Regions from separate parts of the Muntiacus reevesi genome. Here region 2 is linked to region 1. Evidence: chromatin contacts called from public Hi-C data. All regions are on one chromosome and are shown on one strand. The core of a region is the stretch at or near the end of the contact, and the rest is flanking DNA. Distances in the headings are between cores, read along the strand shown.

Region 1 (4,954 bases), core at 48-2,547:
CGCTGCCAGAGGGCGGCTGCTCACCGGGGGGCGGCGGCGGCGGGCGGCGCGGCGGGCTGGGCGCGGCCGTGGTGAGGTCGGTGCGGTTGTAGTCCATGCACAGCGTGTCGGGGTTGCCCTGCTCAGGCAGTCGGTCGCAGCGCATGCGGTCGGGCCAGGCGAAGCCGTACTGGCGCATGAGGGGCGCGCAGCCGGCCTTGGCGCGCTCGCACACCGAGCGGCAGGGAGGCAGGGGCTTCTTGTAGTCCTCTAGGCAGATGGGCGTGTACATGCTGCACAGGAAGAACTTGAGATCGGGCGAGCACTGGATCTCCACCAGTGGCCAGAACTGGTGCACCTCCAGGCCCGCCTCGTCCTGCGTGTCGTGGTTGAACTGGTTGGGCATATAGGTGTAGTTGTAGCCGATGCCCTTGCACAGCGGCACGGTGATCTCCTGGCACGCCAGTTCCTTGGCTGAGGCGGCCGCCGCACCGCTCGAGCGCTGCAGCAGCGCCAGGGCGGCCAGCAAAGAGGTCACTTCCAACAGGTAACCCCACTCCATGCTGCGCGCCTCGGCCCCGCGCCTTCGCCCTCCGGGCGGCGCGCGGAGGGGCGCCAGGGGTTCCTGCGAGAGCGCCGGGCTCTCCTGCCTCTCTCGGGAGGGGTTCTGCCAATAGCCTAGTCCCTTCTCGAGATGCGTCCTCTCGGGGCTGCGGGAGACGAGGGTGGCCGCCGAAGGGCACCGTGGTCCCAGGGTCTGCCCCGCTCACTCCCGCCGGGCTCAGCCCTCGCGGGACAGAGTGGCCGGCCCCCGGCTCATCTCTCCCTCCCTCGGTCGCTTTCTCCGCGCGCGCCGGTGACTCTGCCGGGCACTGAGGGCGGCGGCGCAGCAAGTTTCTTCTCGGGCCGCGGTGCGCAGTCAAGATGGCTGGGCCAGGCCGCTCTGAGCCGGGTCAGCCCCTGCAGCCCCCTTTCGGCGTCCCGGGGCTCATGCTCGCCCCCAAGGCCGCGCGGCTGCTGCCGGGGTTACGGGCCCGCCTCCGCCGAGGCCACGGCCCTCAGTCCCCGGCGTCTGTCCGTCGGTCAGCAGCCGGGATGACGGGCCCCGCCTCCGGTGGAAGTCGCGCTCCGGCCGGCACAGGGGCGAGGTGTCGGTGGTTCCCTTCTCGTTGAACTCACGGAGGCAAATCCAGGCCGGAAGGCGGAGCAGACACCTGAGCGGCGCGCCCGCGCCCCGCCGCCGCCGCCGCCGCCGCCGCCGCCGCCACCGTCGCCACCTCCTCGGCGGGAGCAGTGTCCCTCGCCAACTTCCCGCTCCGGCCCCGCTACGCCCTGGCCGGCTCATGAATATTTATACGGCGCGGACTCCGTCTCCGCCCGCGGCCGGCGCGCCAATCCCGGGCTCGGGGCGGAGTCTGCGCGCTCCCCAGGCCCCGCCTTCCTGGGGCGGACCCGCCTGTCCCCTCGGCAGTGCGCGCTGTCTGCGGCTGGAGTCCGGATAACCTTGGGGTTGACCGCAGAGACGGGTTTTGCCACGAACGTCCCCGCGGCGCTCTGTGGGGCTGAGGTCGGGGTTCCTTCACCCCAAGCCTGCGCTTGGGAACTGGGGAAGATTCTTTATGCAGCGCGCGCTTTCAGAGGCCAGTTTCGAACTAGTCAAGCCCTTGCTTCCTACGCTCCCCGAACGTGGGCAACCTGCTGGCGAGGGGACCCCGCGCCCCTCAGCCAGCCGGCGCGTGCGCGGGGGCTTTGCGGGGGAACGGGGAAGCGGTGCCCTTCTTGGGATTGTCAGACGACGGTCTTGGAGGCTTGGCGATGTGGGAAGAATGGAATGACTGCAGTTCATTCTAGATGGTGGGGCTGGACTGGGGGCAGCCGGGGAAGAGGTACCCGGGAGCCCAAGGGCGCGCGCGCGAGGGGCGTGGGCACCCGGGCGGGCGGGAAGAAAGGGGTCTCCTCTTGCCTCAGCTGAGGGACGTGAGGCAGCGTCAGTTTCCCTACCTGGAGAGTGGGGTTCAGATCTCAAAGGGGTTTAGTTCAGATCTCAAAGGGGGTTCTGCTAATTAGGCTAGGTAAGATATATAAAGCATCCGGACATATATAAAGAGCTCCCTTAAGAGATATAATTCCCTTTCTTCTTTAAAAAAGAAAAACAGAAAGGGAGAAAGAAAAACTTATAGGACAGGCTGGAAACTCTGTGGCTGGATTCTCCCTTTTAGCCTCGCGCTTTTGGAACGTATGTGCGTCTCTCCAAAGTTGACATGTTTTTGCCAGAGCCTCCTCCTCCCCGTGGGAGGCGGCGCCGGGCCCTGGCGCGGACGCGCGGACACGTCTCCGCGGTGTTCCCGGGGCCGAGCGGCTGGGGACGCGGCCAGCGAGCGAGGCCCCCGCCAGCTCGTAGCCACCTTAGACGGGGAGGGGCCCGAGGGGCGGGCGGCCTGGCAGGTTCATTTACGCTTGTTAGGACGTCCCAGGGGGTTGTCTTTCTCCGAGAATGGAGTGTTTATTTTTTAATTGATGTGCTGTTTCATTTAGCGCTTGTATGGAACTCACGCTGGGGCTGTAATTACTGTAATCTCGGGAACAAGCATTTCAGTTAGCCAGGAGAGTGGCAGCAGACGTCTGTCTCTCTCTCTCCTCCTTTCCCTCTCCCCTCTCTCTTTTCCCTCTCCGCTGGAAAACTAAAGTTATTGAGGCTATGGGGACGAAGGAGAGGTATAACTAAAAGCTCCTTTGAGGCCAGGACTTTTTTTATTGGCTTGGGGGAGCGGGGGAGGAGGATGCAGTGGTGGTGGTAGTTGGTAATTACCTGTTTACAAACAACTCTTGTCGTGAAACAAAAATAACTAGCAGCATCTGTATATGCCAGGACCCTATGTCTCTCTCGTCATGTTCTCTCTAGCTTAATTTAGCAACAGCATTCTAATTAGAAAGATAAAATCTCCCAACCCCTCCCCCGCACCCCAGCCCCACCCCTAATTTTTGGCAAGTTCGGTATTTCCACCAAGAATTCTAGGCAGAGCCACCAGGCTGTAGTCATACCCCCATTGTCCTTTTTCTTTTAAACTGGTTTATTTAGAACCTCTTTATACCAAAACAAAACACTTCCTTCGCATTTTTTGTTTTAGTAAAACTATACTGAATAGGAACCAGAAATTCCGAGGCTTCAGAAAGATTGGCTGATTCAGCAGAAAATGATCTCGAGTTTTCAAAAATGCAAAGACTAAACTATTACTTGGTCTTTTAAAAATGAATTTCTTTCCTTTCTTCGGATGGGAATTCCCTTTGTGGCATATGGAACGCAGAATGTCACCTCTATCCTGTTGGCATCCTTTTCAAGCCATGGCCATAATCCAGAACATTCAGCTGCAGAAAAACAGCAGGTGATACCTGGAGATATGATGCTAAGCACAGTAGAAAGGCAAATCACCCAGTTTGAGGACCAGCCTGGGCCCTGCCTCCCCCTGACCACAGATAGGAGGCGCTTGCTTCCAAAAGCAACATAGACAGTTTCTTATGATTTTCTTCGGCAGGAAATGTCAAATAGTGGAGTTTAGAATTACACTATATAAATTTACTTGAATTGGGTAAAAACAAATTGACATTTGAAAGTTGAGGCTGCAAATAGTTGATTTTGGCTTTTAATTAGCATTAAAAAAAATTTTTCCCCCCTTTTGAGACGGGATGAAAGCTCTGATGATGTAGAATGTGGAAATTTGGGGAAAATATATTAAGCTTGCTGGAGAAAAGCAGACAAAAAGTTCAGAGCTTTCAAAAATCATTTATCAGCTATTGAGTGTGAGATTAAAACCATTTACATAAAATCATTAAATGCTTACTTTTAATTGAGAGAATAGAAGAATAGCATTTAAATTTTACTATTAAATTAAATGGATACTTGGCAATCTTTGCGAGCAGAAGAGGCTTAGGAAGCCAATTAGTGTATAAAAGGCAATGATGGGTCAGCAAAAAGAAACTAGGATCATTTATCAACATCCTGGCTAAATAATGATTTTTCTTTTGTATGTAAAGCAGCTGCTTTTTAAGGGAGGGAAAATAGCTTTAGTAGTGACATAAATAATGTAGGGAACTTTCTAGTGGGATTTCTGAACAGATGTCTGGTTACTGAATAGCCCAGGAGCATAATGATATAAACAAGTTGAAGGCATGAATCTAACAGAGAGGAGGGGATGTTAAAAAACATTGGGTACCTACTTAGATGATTAACTATCAATATATTGTAAGTAGTAAACTTAAGAAACTTTGATGAATTATGTTTCAGTGAATTTTAATTTAAAAGTCCAACCTAAAATTCTTGGTCAGGAAGACCATCCAAGTCTATATTATTACAGAATATTAAACTCTATCAAATAATATTGATGTTTCTTGATGTTTTAGAATCTATCTTTCAAAGGCTTATGCCTTGAGACACCCAACCACAGATGGAAGGAAAGGTAGAGATTAATCGGTCTTGCTTCAAGCTCTGTTAGAATTAAAATGGGTGAGATTACTTTTCTATCCTTCCATATCTATAATTAACTCCATTAAAGGGCTTCCATTTTCTCCACCGCCACGAGAAGGACTCTGCAAGGAAGAAGTACCCCTTGCTGTGTCTGCTGTAAGATAACTGAGGCAAACAAGTGCCACTGGCCAGGAGTCAGATTTCCACTTTACATGCAGCTGCCATTTTGGAAAATGGTACCTGCACTGTCATTTAATTGGATAATTATTGTGAAATATGTTTTAAAAATCAGTCGTTGATTTTCCCGCTTCATTCACACTGATGTATTGACCAGATGCTGAGACTCTTATGATGCAGAATGCCTTGTGCATGCGTTTGGGAACTTTCAGATGAATAAAGATCTCCTAAGGAAAACTGGCAGAGCCAAGAAGGAAACAGCTAGTCTCACATATCAATCCATCTGTAAGCAAGGAGTTCCACCATTGGTTCACATTGGGACAGCAGTGACAGACC
Region 2 (4,771 bases), core at 2,022-4,521, 1.0 Mb after region 1:
GGGATTTTCCAGGCAAGAGTACTGGAGTGGGGTGCCATTGCCTTCTCTGTCAGGGTAACTATAGACTTTAGTTAATAATAATAATGTGTCAATATTGGCTCATCAGTTGTAACAAAAAGTCTGATACTAAGGCAGGGTGTTAATAATAAAATTGTTTGTGGAAGGGGCTATGTGGGAACTCTATTCTCTCCAGTCAATTTTTCTGTAATCCTAAAGTAACTCTAAAAAATATTATTTTCTTAAAAATGAAAAAACCTTTGAACTATATATGATTATTTAATATGAATACACATAAAATATATTGTGTACATCATACACTCAAGATTCTGGTAAAAACTGGCTAACAGTTTCATCTGACCCATAATGAAAGGACTCAGTTGGAATTGGTTTTAATAAGATATCAGATTCATTATGCTATCATTAATTCAATGGAAGAAAGCTGACATAACAGCCAGTTGCAGCGTTTAAATGTAACAGGAATCAAGCATATGAACCAATATTCAAATGTTTCCATGAAAGAAGGAAAGGTACCAAAACTGCTTTGCTATGAAAGGCAAAAAGTAGAAATAATGTTCTATCTTCTTTGGTATCTTTTGACTTCCAGAGTTTTTCATTTTAAAAATTATTGAAGGAACATTATATTCTCATTGTGAAAATGCTAGTCATCACTGAATACCGTAGGTGTTCTTTTTTTCTAGCTAAGTAATTACAAAGATATGAAGTATAATACAAAAAAAAAAAAATACTGGTCCAGGAACTCTCACTGTTTATGGAGCAATTTTGTCCTTTAAATATATGGATCCATAATCATGGATAACATTTATTCCACATACATAAAGTATATATTGTATTTAACTCAGCAAAAACCAAGGAAGAAATGTGTTGAATGTTCTTATGAATTAATTAAAGCCAGCAAAGCTAGAGTTTATTAGTTCTCTTGTAAAACATCAGTAGAGATGGAGAACATACCCTGTTGCTTAAAGTAACCTCTAGATTGTTTGAAAAGTAACAGACATTTATTTGGGCAACAGAGACAATATTCTATTAGGAAAACTAGAGGTTGGGTTTTCCTCTTTCTCAGAGGGGTCGTTCATCTCTCAGTAGAGTGTTGCCTCTATGGAAGGACATTTTTCTCAGTAAAGAGTTTTGTCCAGATAGCTGGACAAATTCAAATTTGGGATAAGACTCTAGAGAATTCTGTACCATTAAGCATGAGACATGAAGGCAGACGCCTACAGGCAGGTGATAGGGATGCTATAGAAACTGGCCATTATTCCTAGAAGATCTGATTTTGAATAGCATTGCTTTCTACTGAGCCTGTCGTCTGGCGTGTTAACCCCCAGAAACATACTCTAAGATACTCTGCTTCTAAAATCTCTACCTTAGAGAATTCAACTGTACTCACTAAACCTACACTTGAAGCCCTGATATGTCCTCTTGGCTTGGGTCACAAACCTAAAGGTAGTCCTAAAATCTCCACGCCATCACCACAGGCTGAACTCACCATGTCTACGCTGTGCAAAGCAAGTTCTGCCTCTATAATTCTGCTGGTCTCCCACCTATTACCAATGTGGCGATCATCCTCTTCTTCCTGCCAAAGATAACTTTCCTTTGGTCAGTTATCAAAGCAGGTAAGTTTCCTTCATAACATGTTTCCCATTCATCTCTTCCCTTCAGCTCTCACAGTCTGAGACTCTCACGATCTCCTATAGAGCTTCTTTGCCTCCAGTTTCTGGTATATCCAATTCCTGAGCACCTATCTTTGTTAGCTTAATCATCCTAAGCATTGCCTGATAAAGTAGTAAGAATAAAAAATACACATTTAATGCTTACTTACATGTGCTGGGCACACTCTGCATATTTTTAAGTTTTTCTCATGAATTCCCTGTGAAATAACTATGACTGTCCCTGTTTTGCAGGTGGGTAAGTTAGGGCTCAGAGAGGTTCACTAATTTAGCCAAGGTTGCATAGTTAGTATGTGGCAGTTAAAAATCACACCCTCTTAACTCCAGAGCCTAAGCACTTAGACACACCTTCCTCTATCTAGCTCTTGTTCCTTCCTCCCCCACCTGCTCAAACATGGTCTTTTTAACACTTACAGAATAAAGTTCTTGACTTGGTATTCATCATCTGCCACACAGTTTGATTTATCAACTTAAAAAAAAAAAGTGTTTTCACCTCACCTTCTCTTTCACCTCCTCTTCAGCAAAATTGGTGCCCCCTGTCATGTTATGTAATTTGTCTTTTATGCATACATCACATCTCCCAAATTAGACGTCTTTGCCCACCCTTGCACATCAAAGGCACTAAGTGACTATGACTGATAACCAGAGTGTAAAAATGTACTGGAAATTCTCATTTGATCCTTCCTGAAACCCTCTAACCCAGGTATTGCTTTCATCAGCACTCTAGAGATGGGGGGGGGAAAAAAAAAATGAGCCCTCCAAAGCTAAGTGATTTGCTAAGAAGGCAATGCTCTCGACATTTTCTCTCTGTAAACATCTCGTGTGTGCCAGGTACAAGCAAGAGGAGAGAGAGGAAGAGATAGGACCACGAAGATACAGTCCCTTGTCTTCAGATGCTGACATTTTGATGGGAAGAAGCAGAAAACAGTTATTCCCAACTCTGACGCAATTCCCAGTCTAAGGACCACGGACTCCTCTAGAAACAGTGGTTTCTACTATGTTAAAGAATATCACCTAGTATTTCCTTCTCATTTTACAGATGATGATGATATTACTTCCCCAAGATAAGACAGAGGTAAAAGTGGACCAGACTTTTCTTTTAGTCCAATTATCTCAACTGAACACAAGATTGTAAAATAATCAACTAAATGAAATAATCAACAACATCTGTATACAGGCAACACCGGCAATCTGTGAGGGCAGGGGGAAAGTTTCCAATGAGTTCCGCGGTCTGAGCCTCAATGTGTAGGCTTGTCGGCATCAAGAGTTACCCTCCACCTCACAGGAAGAGAAAACGAGGCTCAGAATCGAATGACAGTCAGTCCCGGAAAGTGTCAGGAACTGACCACAAAAAGACACATCTACTTCCCGACGCTGGAACACTTAACCGGAGGAGCCTAGGACTTCACCGACCGGGAGTTCCCCTGCCCCCAACAAAGAGGGCGCCGGTCACGTGAGCCGATCTGATTGCTAAACGCAAGGGTCACCTTCTCCCCGCCTCCTTGAGGTCGTTTCCGCCCAGAGTTCTGAAGTAGCCAATCAGTACAGGCCCGAGAAGGCGTGCGTCTGACGTCAGAAGCTGGGGCGGAGAAGAGTTGGAATTTTGGCGGGTCCGGCTGTGCAGAGTAAAGGGGTGAGGAGCCGGGTAAGAAGCGAGTCTGCGGGTGTTGTGGGGTAGGTTGAGGGGCTTCCGAAGGCGTCTGTGTGAGGGTTTAATGAGCTCCGAGGGCGAGAGGCGCGGAGCTCGGGGGCCCTCAGGAGGGTGAGACTGGAACTAGGCAAACGCGGAGGTGGCTTGGGCCGATTGCCGGGCTGACGCGGGGCCGGGCGGCCGGGAGGGCCTTGGGTGCGGAGCCGTGGACCGTTTCGGAGCTGGGAAATGGCGGGTAGTTCCGAAAGGCGCCGAGAGGTGCCAGGCGTTCGGCCGTCCAAGGTGTGTAAGGGTCCATTTTTTTTCTCTTTAAAGGTAACCGTTTAAAACGTTTGCTAAATACATGCCCTTTGGACTTTCTCTTTTATAAATTTATGCTTAAGTTTATGATTTGCTAATAGGGGTGCAAGGCTCCCATCACATCTACTTTCGTGTTATCCAGTTTAAAGTGGGTGAAAAAGTGAAAGTGAAGTCGCTCAGTCGTGTCCGATTCTTTGCGACCCCATGGACTGTAGCCTACCAGGTTCCTCCATCCATGGGATTTTCCAGGCAAGAGTACTGGAGTGGGTTGCCATTTTCTTCTCCAGGAGATCATCCCGACCCAGGGATTGAACCCTGGTTTTCCGCATTGTAGGCGGGCGCATTACCGTCTGAGCCACCAGGAAACAGATAACAAACAGGTACACCATAGTGGAATGTGCGATCAAGTTGTGAAAGCGATGAGGTGAGAGAGTTCCAGGGGCCTGGTCAGATAGAGTGGTCTGGAAAGGCTTAGAAAAACTGGTAGTTAAGCAGAGACTGAGGAAAGAGGAGGAGATAGGGGAGAGCTTTCCAAAGAGGCCTGAAAGTACTTGTGTGTTCAAGAAGTTCAAAGCAGGCTAGTCTGGATGAAGCATTATTGCGGGGTTGGGGTTGGGTGGAGTGGTTGTAGAAAAAATGGGGAAGTGAAAGTAGGCAGGAGAGCAAGTAGGCTTTGTAAATTTTGTTCTAAGGGCAATGGAAAACTAATTAGAATTTTATTAAGGAAATATTGTAATCTGGCTTATGTTCTTAAGAGATTGCAGTTATTGCTGAGGAAAGAAAAGATTACTGTAGTGTTTTCACAGAAGATAAATTTCAGCGGAACAGAGGATAAATTTCAGAGGGACAGAGAATCTAATACAGTATTCCAGGCAAAAGATTGATAGTGACTTGGACTAGGTTTTTGGAGAGAAGTCGAAGATTTTCGACTGAAAGAGTTGAAAACCACTGAGTGACTGAGCAGGAGGTCTGTACTGGCAATCAGGGAACGGTGTTGAAATTAATCTTTCCCCAGTAGGGTACTCTGAGGTATACACTGAGTTCCAGATACTGAACAAGGCTCCCACGGGATGTGATCCTATGCCTCTGAGGTTTCTCCCACGTCCTCGCACTCCTTTCAACCTTCACTCCCTCC

The links. A called contact is a pair of places that touch in the nucleus more often than the background predicts.
Region 2: a contact with region 1 is called in a Hi-C map of muscle, with 4 times the contacts expected there. The contact joins the promoter of MCM10 here to the promoter of FZD8 in region 1.

The regions. Positions count from the first base shown.
Region 1 is chr2:26,267,153-26,272,106 of mMunRee1.1, forward strand. FZD8 (frizzled class receptor 8) reads right to left here and starts at 1,298. Exons shown (of 1, transcript XM_065921109.1): 1 at 1-1,298. The coding sequence starts at 541.
Region 2 is chr2:27,270,340-27,275,110 of mMunRee1.1, forward strand. It overlaps MCM10 (minichromosome maintenance 10 replication initiation factor), which reads left to right and starts at 3,272. Exons shown (of 21, transcript XM_065921119.1): 1 at 3,272-3,330.